Linked DNA regions of Mus musculus: region 2 is linked to region 1. The links are chromatin contacts, called in public promoter capture Hi-C maps. All regions are on one chromosome and are shown on one strand. The core of a region is the stretch at or near the end of the contact, and the rest is flanking DNA. Distances in the headings are between cores, read along the strand shown.

Region 1 (4,200 bases), core at 502-3,001:
AACAGATTGTCTTTCTGAAAGTGGGCCGTCTGTAATTTCCAACTGTAAAGATCATTACTGGTGAATGGCACCTATGTCATGAACTGTCTCCCCTGAGCATCTGGGGCCCCATGCCCCCGAGGCGTAAGGCCATAGTAGAGTCGGCCTTCTGGGGGCCCAGGTAGACTGTAAGTGGAGTCAGGAGAGTCAGGGGCTGCTTCTCCCTCTGCCTGTGTTGGCTGGGCAGGGACAGTGATGGCAGGAGTAGGAGAGGGACAGAGATCCTCCTCAGGAGCAGAAGGGGAGAGCAAGGCAGGGGGCCCAGGCCGACCTTACTTTAGAGGATTAAGGGCAGGGAACATCCAGGCTGCTGACAAAATATGTCCCATCCAAACAGGGAGCTTCTTGACCAGGTATTGCCATGTGGTGATATATAGAGAGCTTGGTCCAGGTGGCCCTGGGCTCCAAAACCACAGCCTTCACCCTGTAAATGATGGGGAGATGGAAAGTCCTCTCCTCAGGCCATGCTGCTTTATAGATGGGTCATTTGTTCCTGCAAAAGTTGGTGAGTTTGTGGGGACCAGAGTCTTCTGAGACTAGGTGAAAGTCCTTAAAATGGTTCAGGACCAAGCCCAGTAGGGTACTCTGTGCCCATCCCATCCTAGAAATCAAAGTTTGTACAAGAGGACAAATAGCACAAATCTGTTTAGGGCATCCTAGCTGGTGACTCCCCACTCTTCCTATTTGTTTTGGTCTACAAGTGTTTTATGTACTTCTTCTATAGCTCGGAGACTCTGTAATTGTTGGTAGGCTAGGGAAAGAGTGGATGTTCCTGACCTCCTTTGTCATTTGGGACACAGCAGATACAGACTCACTGCATGCCAGGGGATAGATACTACAGGTGAAAACAAACAAGGACGAGGACGACTACGACGACGACAACAACAACAACAACAGCCCCACCAGGAAATGTTCCTGTGGGCAGAAAGACTTAAAAAAAGAAAAACCAACAGAGCATTTCTTGTTCCCTTAGGAGGCCAGCCTCTTGGAATGTTTACTCTTTTTAAAATTATTGTTCCCGGAGCTGGAGAGATGGCTGAGCAGTTAAGAGCGTCGACTGCTCTTCCAAAGGTCCTGAGTTCAAATCCCAGCAACCATATGGTGGCTCACAACTATCCGTAACGAAATCTGATGCCCTCTTCTGGAGTGTCTGAAGACAGCTACATAAATAAGTAAATAAATATTTTAAAAAAAATTATTGTTCCCCTCTGGCTTCCTTCCTGCTTATGAGTCTTTCCAAATGATAAAGGCACCTCTGTATCACAACTTCACGTAGTTCTGGCCCCTGGCCAGTCCACAAAGGTTTCTAATGACCAACGGGATTTTGTCTTCATTCCAAACAAAATAGATGGCATTTGTGTCTGAAGAGTATTTGGAGGCTGTCAGGACCTGAGAGTAGGAGCAAGCCACGATGTATGGCCTGGAAAGATATCTATGATTTGTCAAGAGATAGTTCTGGGCACTAGCAAACATGGGCACAAAAACATTGTGGTTTTGTTTGTTTGTTTGTTTGTTTGTTTTTAAAGAAAGGGAAAATCAAGAGCCTTTTAGGGTGTTAGTTAGGAGTAAGAAATCAGAGGGAAATGCAAGCCTTTCCTGTATCCTAGGTTTCCAGAGATTCTGGTTCTGGCAGCCAAATGCTCTCTGACAGAGGAAAAGGCAGTGACTAGAAGGCATAGGAGCCCAGGGGGTGTGGTGGGGGTGTGGCCATCAGTTCTTGGGCGTGGCCAGTGGATTTGGTTTGCATTGCTGTGTACTGTCAGCAGTCAGAGCATGAGCACAGTCACTGGCGATCTGAAAAGTGTCTAGAGCAGGATCTAGCTGACTCTAAGATTGCAGGTAAGCAAGGGCACAGAGTTGGCTGGAGCGGAGCCTCGGGTGGAAGGTGGGGGTGCTTCGGCAGCGCATGCGTCCGGGCTGTCCCTCGGGAGGCCTCTCTCAGGCCTGTACCTCTGACCTTTTTTGTTATAGCGATTTCTTGCCGCAGCCTGCACTCTGCTTCCTACTCAGCGGTTGCTGGAGCTAGGCATTCCCTGAGCGCCTGACTCCAGGGCACCCCTGGCCTCTCAGTGAAGTCGGTCTCCCGGGGCCTGAGGGCTAACCTCAGCTTGGAAGAACTCACTGCAGTTCTTGCTGAGGTCCAAATCTGTAGCTGCTCTAGTGGATATCTTTGGTCCATGGGCCCGGCCACCTTGCAGTCTGAGGGCAGACTTTGAAAAGAACCTTTCCTTTTCGTTCGTAGGTGTCGAAAGGAAGCTATTAAATCCTATTTTCTCATCAGTAAAGGGAAAGGACTTATTTCACAGGGTAGTGGTGAGCACTAAGGTAGCTCATGGTTGATCTCCTGGAATGTGGAAAACAGCCAATGTTCCGGAGACCCACCTCAGGGCACCTTTTCTCCAGTCCTTCCGGCCAGACACACAGAATGACCGCGTCAGAACGACAATCAAGGGAGCTCACAACATTTGCTGTTATCCTTCTGGGAAGACTAAGGAGGAGTTACCTCATTATGCCCTGACCATGCTGAAAAACGTTTGGCATGTACTTTGCTATAAATGAAAAACCTCCCTTTTCACTGGGCGGGTTGAAAGAAGTAGAAGGAAAACAAAAACAAAATCAAATGGACTTTAGGGTGGGAGTTGGGATGAGCCAGGGATTTAGGATCCTGAGATAAGTTGTTAAGAGACTGAGGCCATTTTAGGTGAAGTCCAGATCTGTGCAATTTCAAGAGCTCTGAAGTGCTTATGGAGCCACCAGGTGGCTGGGAGGGGCCTTTCCATTGTGATGGTGTTTTGCTTTGTCCTAAGCTGCTGATGTAATTACTGCTTTGAACTGAAGAAAGGACTTTTGGGGTCTGTTGTAGGCTTAGCTACAGCATGTCCAAGCCCGTAAGGCCCATGAGACTGCTAACACTGGGTTATGTTAAGTCACTTAGCTTCCAGACCTTGGTAAGTAAAAAGCAAGATACATCCAAAGTGATTTTGAGACTGCCCTGTTGTCTTGGATCAGGTAATTCCATCCCTCTAGCCCTCTCAGAACCTTTTCTCCCCCCCCCCCCACTTTTTTATTAGGTATTTATTTCATTTACATTTCAAATGCTATCCCAAAAGTCCCCTACACTCTCCCCCCCTCCCCTATCCACCCACTCCCACTTCTTGGCCCTGGCATTCCCCTGTACTGGGGCATATAAAGTTTGCTAGATCAATGGGCCTCTCTTTCCACTGATGGCCAACTAGGCCATCTTCTGATACATATGCAACTAGAGTCAAGAGCTCCGGGGTACTGGTTAGTTCATATTGTTGTTTCACCTCCAGGGTTGCAGACTCCTTCAGCTCCTTGGGTACTTTCTCTAGCTCCTCCATTGGGAGCCCTGTGTTCCATCCAATAGCTGACTGTGAGCATCCACTTCTGTGTTGCCAGGCACTGGCATAGCCTCAGAAGAGACAGCTATGTCAGGGTCCTTTCAGCAAAATCTTGCTGGCGTGTGCAATGGTGTCTGCGTTTGGAGGTTAAGGATGGACCATCCAGAGACTGCCCCTTTCAGAACTTCTTATAGGATGATGATGTTGCAGCTTTATTCGTTATGATATGTTCAGCCTTAAAGTACACCCCAAGTTCTGTGTGGTCGCAACCCAGGGTTGAAGGTGTCTGTGAAGCCTGTGGAAACTGCTGCTGTTAAAATCTTCAATCTGGCTGGGGATGTGGCTCAAGATAGTGCTGCATGGTGGCCTGGCTTGCGTTCTTCATATATTAAAAGTAAGAGAAAGAAAAGAAAAGTGGGGAGGGAGGGAGGATATCATGTATATCATGTATGCTTTTTTGTATTTGTTTTTGTTTGTTTTGTGTGTGTGTGTCTGTGTGGTTTTTTCCCTTAGCTGCGTTTATTTTGGAAGCTGAATTATAATCTCCATTTATGTTCACAGTTCTGAACTTAATCTATGCTTGAATGCCAAGCCGCCATTTTCCAGTAACGAGATTGTTGGTTATAGTAAGTTTGGGGGGTGGGGGTGGGGTTGTTCTGGTTTTTGTTTGGATTAGGGTCTAACTTTATTGACCAAATAGATCTTAAACTCTCGGGTCCATATGACCTTCCCACCTCAGCCACCCGTATATTGAAGACAGTAGGGACATGCCATCACGCTTGGCTTATCTCTCTCTATA
Region 2 (4,200 bases), core at 771-3,270, 510 kb after region 1:
GAGCTGTGTAGTTGCAGCCTTAGTCTCTATTGAGTCTGTGATAATTAACTACTGCTCATTCAAACAGGAGCTTCTCTGACCAAACCTGGCAGTAGCACTAATATTTGGGCAAAACCATAATTATTTAGAGAGCAGTTTTGATAAGTAGATTATGCCCATTTAGCAAAAACAGTTGTAGCTTCCTCACAAAGGCCTGTGACTTTACTTGTCATGTCTATGACACCATGTCTCTGTTTTGCATATCCTAGGAAACAGGAGTTTTCCTTTGTTCCATAGTGTGACACATAAGCCACACTATGCCTGTGCTTAATGTTACAAGAAGTTAGTTGTAAGTAGCTAACTATTCCTTTGAGGTGAGTGCTGGGGTCTGAACACCAGTCCTCATGAATGCAAAGCAGGACAAACTTTGAACAACCATTTCCTTAACCTTCTTTTATTTGTGCTTTAGTATTATCATTATCATTATCATTATTATTATTATTATTATTGTGTGTATGTGTGGTGCTCGTGAATGGTATGTAATTGTGAGTGCATAAAAGTCAGGACAACTTTTCTGGGTTCCAGGTATTGAGCATAGGTTATCAAGTTTGCAATATTGCCAGCCTGCTTAGTGCCTACTTCTTACTTAATTTTAAGTGTTTTTGTTTGTTTTGTTTTTTGTGGCTGTGTGGTTATGGGTGTTTTGCCTGGGTGTATGTATCTCTGTGCACTATGGGCATGCCTGGTGCGTAAGAAGATCAGAAGAAGGCATTGGATCTCCTGAAAGTAGACTTACAAATTGTTGTGAGGCTCAATACGGATGCTGGGATTTGAACCATTGTAAGAGTTGCAAGAGCTCCTAACCACTGAACCAACTTTTAGGCTGTTTTTAACCCATGATTTGAGGCCATTTAGGAACTTTTTTTTTTTTTTTTTTTTTTAAATCTTCCAGTCTTTGTTTTTATTTTCCGTTCACTCTACTCCCCATGATGGGGTCTTACTTCTGAAGCCTGGGGCTTATAATAGATCTGCCTTCCAAGTCCTGGGGATTAGAGGTGTGTGTAACCACGCCTGACTGTAATTACTGTTTTAAAGTTACCTCAAAACAACACTTCTTGGTTATTTAATTGCTTTGTGTATATTTATGTGTTTTGTGGCCTGGTATGTTCCCAGGGAGGCCAGAAGAGACTGTCAGATCCCCTGGAGCTGGAGTTACAGGAATTTGGGAAGCATGTGATTGTAGGTGTAGGATCGGAAGGATTGGAATGTGGGTCCTCTGAAAGCAGCGGTTGCTCTTAATTGCTGAGCCATTTCTAGCCTGCTTGGTTTTGTTTTGTTGTTTTTTTGAGGCAAATTCTTTCTTTGTAGCACAGGCTGTCCTTGAGCGCATTGTCATTTTTTTAACCTCCTCCGTTCTAACATTGCAATTATGAGCCACCATGCCCCTCTAAATTTTTTTTGATTGTTTTTTCAAGTAGTAAACCTTTTGAAAGAATTCTCTACTTTGTCAAGTGCAGGTACTCCTTCAAATAACACCTAGAATATACTTCGCATTGAGCAAATATTTCTCACGTGGATAGTGAAAATTCAGAGTTCTAAGGGTATGGTGTCCTAATAAGTATATGTTATGTATATGTGCCCCCTGCCAGCCTAAATGGCGATTGTAATGTGTTACTACTTATACTTAACTGTTTTCAGTGACTCCAAATTTCATAATTTGACTGATTCAGACATGGCTATTTAAATTATTAGTCTTATATATGAGCCACTAGGCCAGTAGCTGACTGTTTTCTTGTATATTGTTGTATAGTAGTTTAAGTTGCTAGAAATCAGCATCAGATATTCTTGTTAGATTTTGGTCAGTTTGGTCTGCTTCAGAATATCAGTGTTAGTTAGTTATATGACATTTCATTTATCCCATTGAATAAATTTCATTTGTTTTGGGTTTTTAAAAAGTTATTTGCCCTTTGTCCATCAGTGGTTCCAGGTGAACACAGGCTTTCTTTACTCTAGGCAGTCACTCTGCTATTGAACTATTTACCTGGCTGCATTCTCTCTGTTTTCTTTTTAAGTCAGTGGGCTTTCACATTATTGACTGGACTTTATGCTAGTAAGCTTAGTGGCTGCTACTGCCCTTTCATATGTGCTCCCCTCCCACACCCGCCCTTCTGAAAACTTCATTTTAGAGACAAGGTCTAACTGTATCCTTGACTGGCTTGGAATTTGCCCTGTAGACCAGGCTGGTCTCAAAAGCCTACAAAGATCCTCTTGCCTTTGCCTTCTGAGTTCTGAGGTTATGTACCCCATGCCCGCCTGTGTGTTGTTTTTCTTATACTAATTTAAAACTTGATGTAGTTAACTTTATTTAAAAGCTTATGAAAAACTTAAGATGCATCTCAGAATATTGTGTAGTTCTGTGTGTGTGTACTAAAGATGGACCCCAGGGTTTTGCAAATCTAAACATATGTTTTTATCACAAGCAATATTTTTAACCCTTGTTTTTATTTTTGGGGCTTTTTAAAAATAATATAAAAAGATTAACTATTTTGGTGAACAAAAAAGTGGAAATTTGACTTTATCTTGATAAAATGGATTCCAGCTTTTTTGTTTTTTTTTTTTAACATTTGCTGGAAATCACCATTCTGATATAAAATGCTATCTCTATTAGTGTTTTTCCATATATTTCCATAGTTTTGGGCCATATTGGTTCAGTGATTAATTTGTTACCATTACCAAATTTTAGTTGTTTTAATATGTGGCTGGAGTTACTTTTCTTAACACTAGTCATAAAGCTCTTATAGATTAGTAAAGGGTAATTTTGATTTAGATTACAGAAGTCTTAGAATATCTTCAAGCCAGTGTGGTGGCTCATACCAGTAATCTTAGTGCTTTGGAGGCTGAGACATGAGGTTCACCAGCTTTCAGTGCCAGCCTGATTACAGAGTGAGATCCTGACTCAAAAAACAAAATATATAAATAAAAATTATTTCTAAGTAAATTCATATCTTTCAGTAGTTAAGGCTATTTTATTTCTAAGAAGAGAGTTTATTTCTCACAGGCAATTTTATTCTAAAAGGAAGACTTTTAAATTTTTTCCTAGATTGTTGCTTGACTGAATTATTTCTCAATAATTCACTTATAAAAGGAAGCAGTGCCAGATATATTGGCGTATGCCCTTTATCCCAGCACTTAAATCCTGGCAGAGGCAGGTGGATCTCTGTGAGTTCAAGGCCAGCCAACCTAGTCTATATATTGATTTCCAGGGCATCCAGAGATTATGCTAGCATTTGTAGATTTCTTTTGAGTGTAATTTTTCATTTTAGTATGTAGGAATATTTGAAACAATTTGTGAAATAGTATTTGTATTCATGCTGCTTGGTACTAGGTGCTGCTTTTTTCGTTCATTTTTAGATATCTTTTTTTAGTGTGTTTTTCATGCTCATATCATGTGCACCATGTATGTACTTTATGCCTGTGCTTTGGAACTAGAGTTATAGACAATTGTGAACTGTCATTTGTGTGCTGAGGTCTGAACCCAGGTCCTTTGGAACACCAGCAAATGCTCTTAACTGTTAAGGAATCACTCTAGTGCCCCTCTTTTAAGAGGTGTGGGCACGCAAGTGTGCAATGCTAGGATTTGAACTTAGGGCCTCAGATGTTTGGCAAGTTCTTTAACAATACCAGAAAACTATACTCAAAGCACAAAGAAAATTTTCTGCAATGAAACTAAAACCAGCCTATTAAATGACTGAGAAGAGTTGGGGATACATGAAATTAAGTGGTAAAATACTTGTCTAACTATATGTAAGGACCTGGTTATTAAGGCTCCGGGGACTGGGGTGGGGAAGTATGGGGATGTTTGGAGAGTATAAGTTTTTAAAGATTTACTTGATATGTTTATGTGTATATCTGCATAGGTTTACATGTATCTCATATATTTAAGGTGCTCAGAGAAGCCAGAGGGCTTCCTATATCCTAGAAATGAAGTTATAAGTAGTTGTGAGTCATTCTTTGTGGGTTCTGAGAACTGAGCTCAGGTCCTCCCTAAGAGCAACAAACAATCTTAACTTGTGAACTGTTTTCTGGTTTTGTTTTTAAGACAGGGTCTCACCTTGTATCCCTAGCTAGCCTAGAATTCTTTACCATCTACCTTCTTGTACCTCCTAAGTGCTGGGATCAAAGGCATATATATATATATACCACTATGCCTAACTTGGCTCT

What was found. Promoter capture Hi-C pulls out the DNA fragments that hold promoters and counts their contacts.
Region 2: a contact with region 1 is called in a promoter capture Hi-C map of liver, with 4 times the contacts expected there. The contact joins the enhancer-like site here to the promoter of Cd59a in region 1. A contact is called at or near these places in 1 of 39 promoter capture datasets (liver), 12 of 115 datasets of contacts at active chromatin or transcription factors (the NIH/3T3 cell line, the SCID.adh cell line, bone marrow-derived macrophages and 6 more) and 1 of 9 other capture datasets (embryonic stem cells).

The regions. Positions count from the first base shown.
Region 1 is chr2:104,094,050-104,098,249 of GRCm38.p6, forward strand. Cd59a (CD59a antigen) reads left to right here and starts at 1,752. Exons shown (of 4, transcript NM_007652.5): 1 at 1,752-1,878.
Region 2 is chr2:104,603,686-104,607,885 of GRCm38.p6, forward strand. All of the region lies in intron 1 of Cstf3 (cleavage stimulation factor, 3' pre-RNA, subunit 3), which reads left to right. Among named protein-coding and RNA genes, the nearest start is that of Cstf3, 15 kb to the left of the region's middle. Within about 2 kb of position 2,021, at least 15 of the 459 cell types and tissues checked have an H3K27ac peak or open chromatin away from gene starts, as enhancers often do. A contact at or near this core is called in embryonic stem cells, liver and trophoblast stem cells, where this site is marked.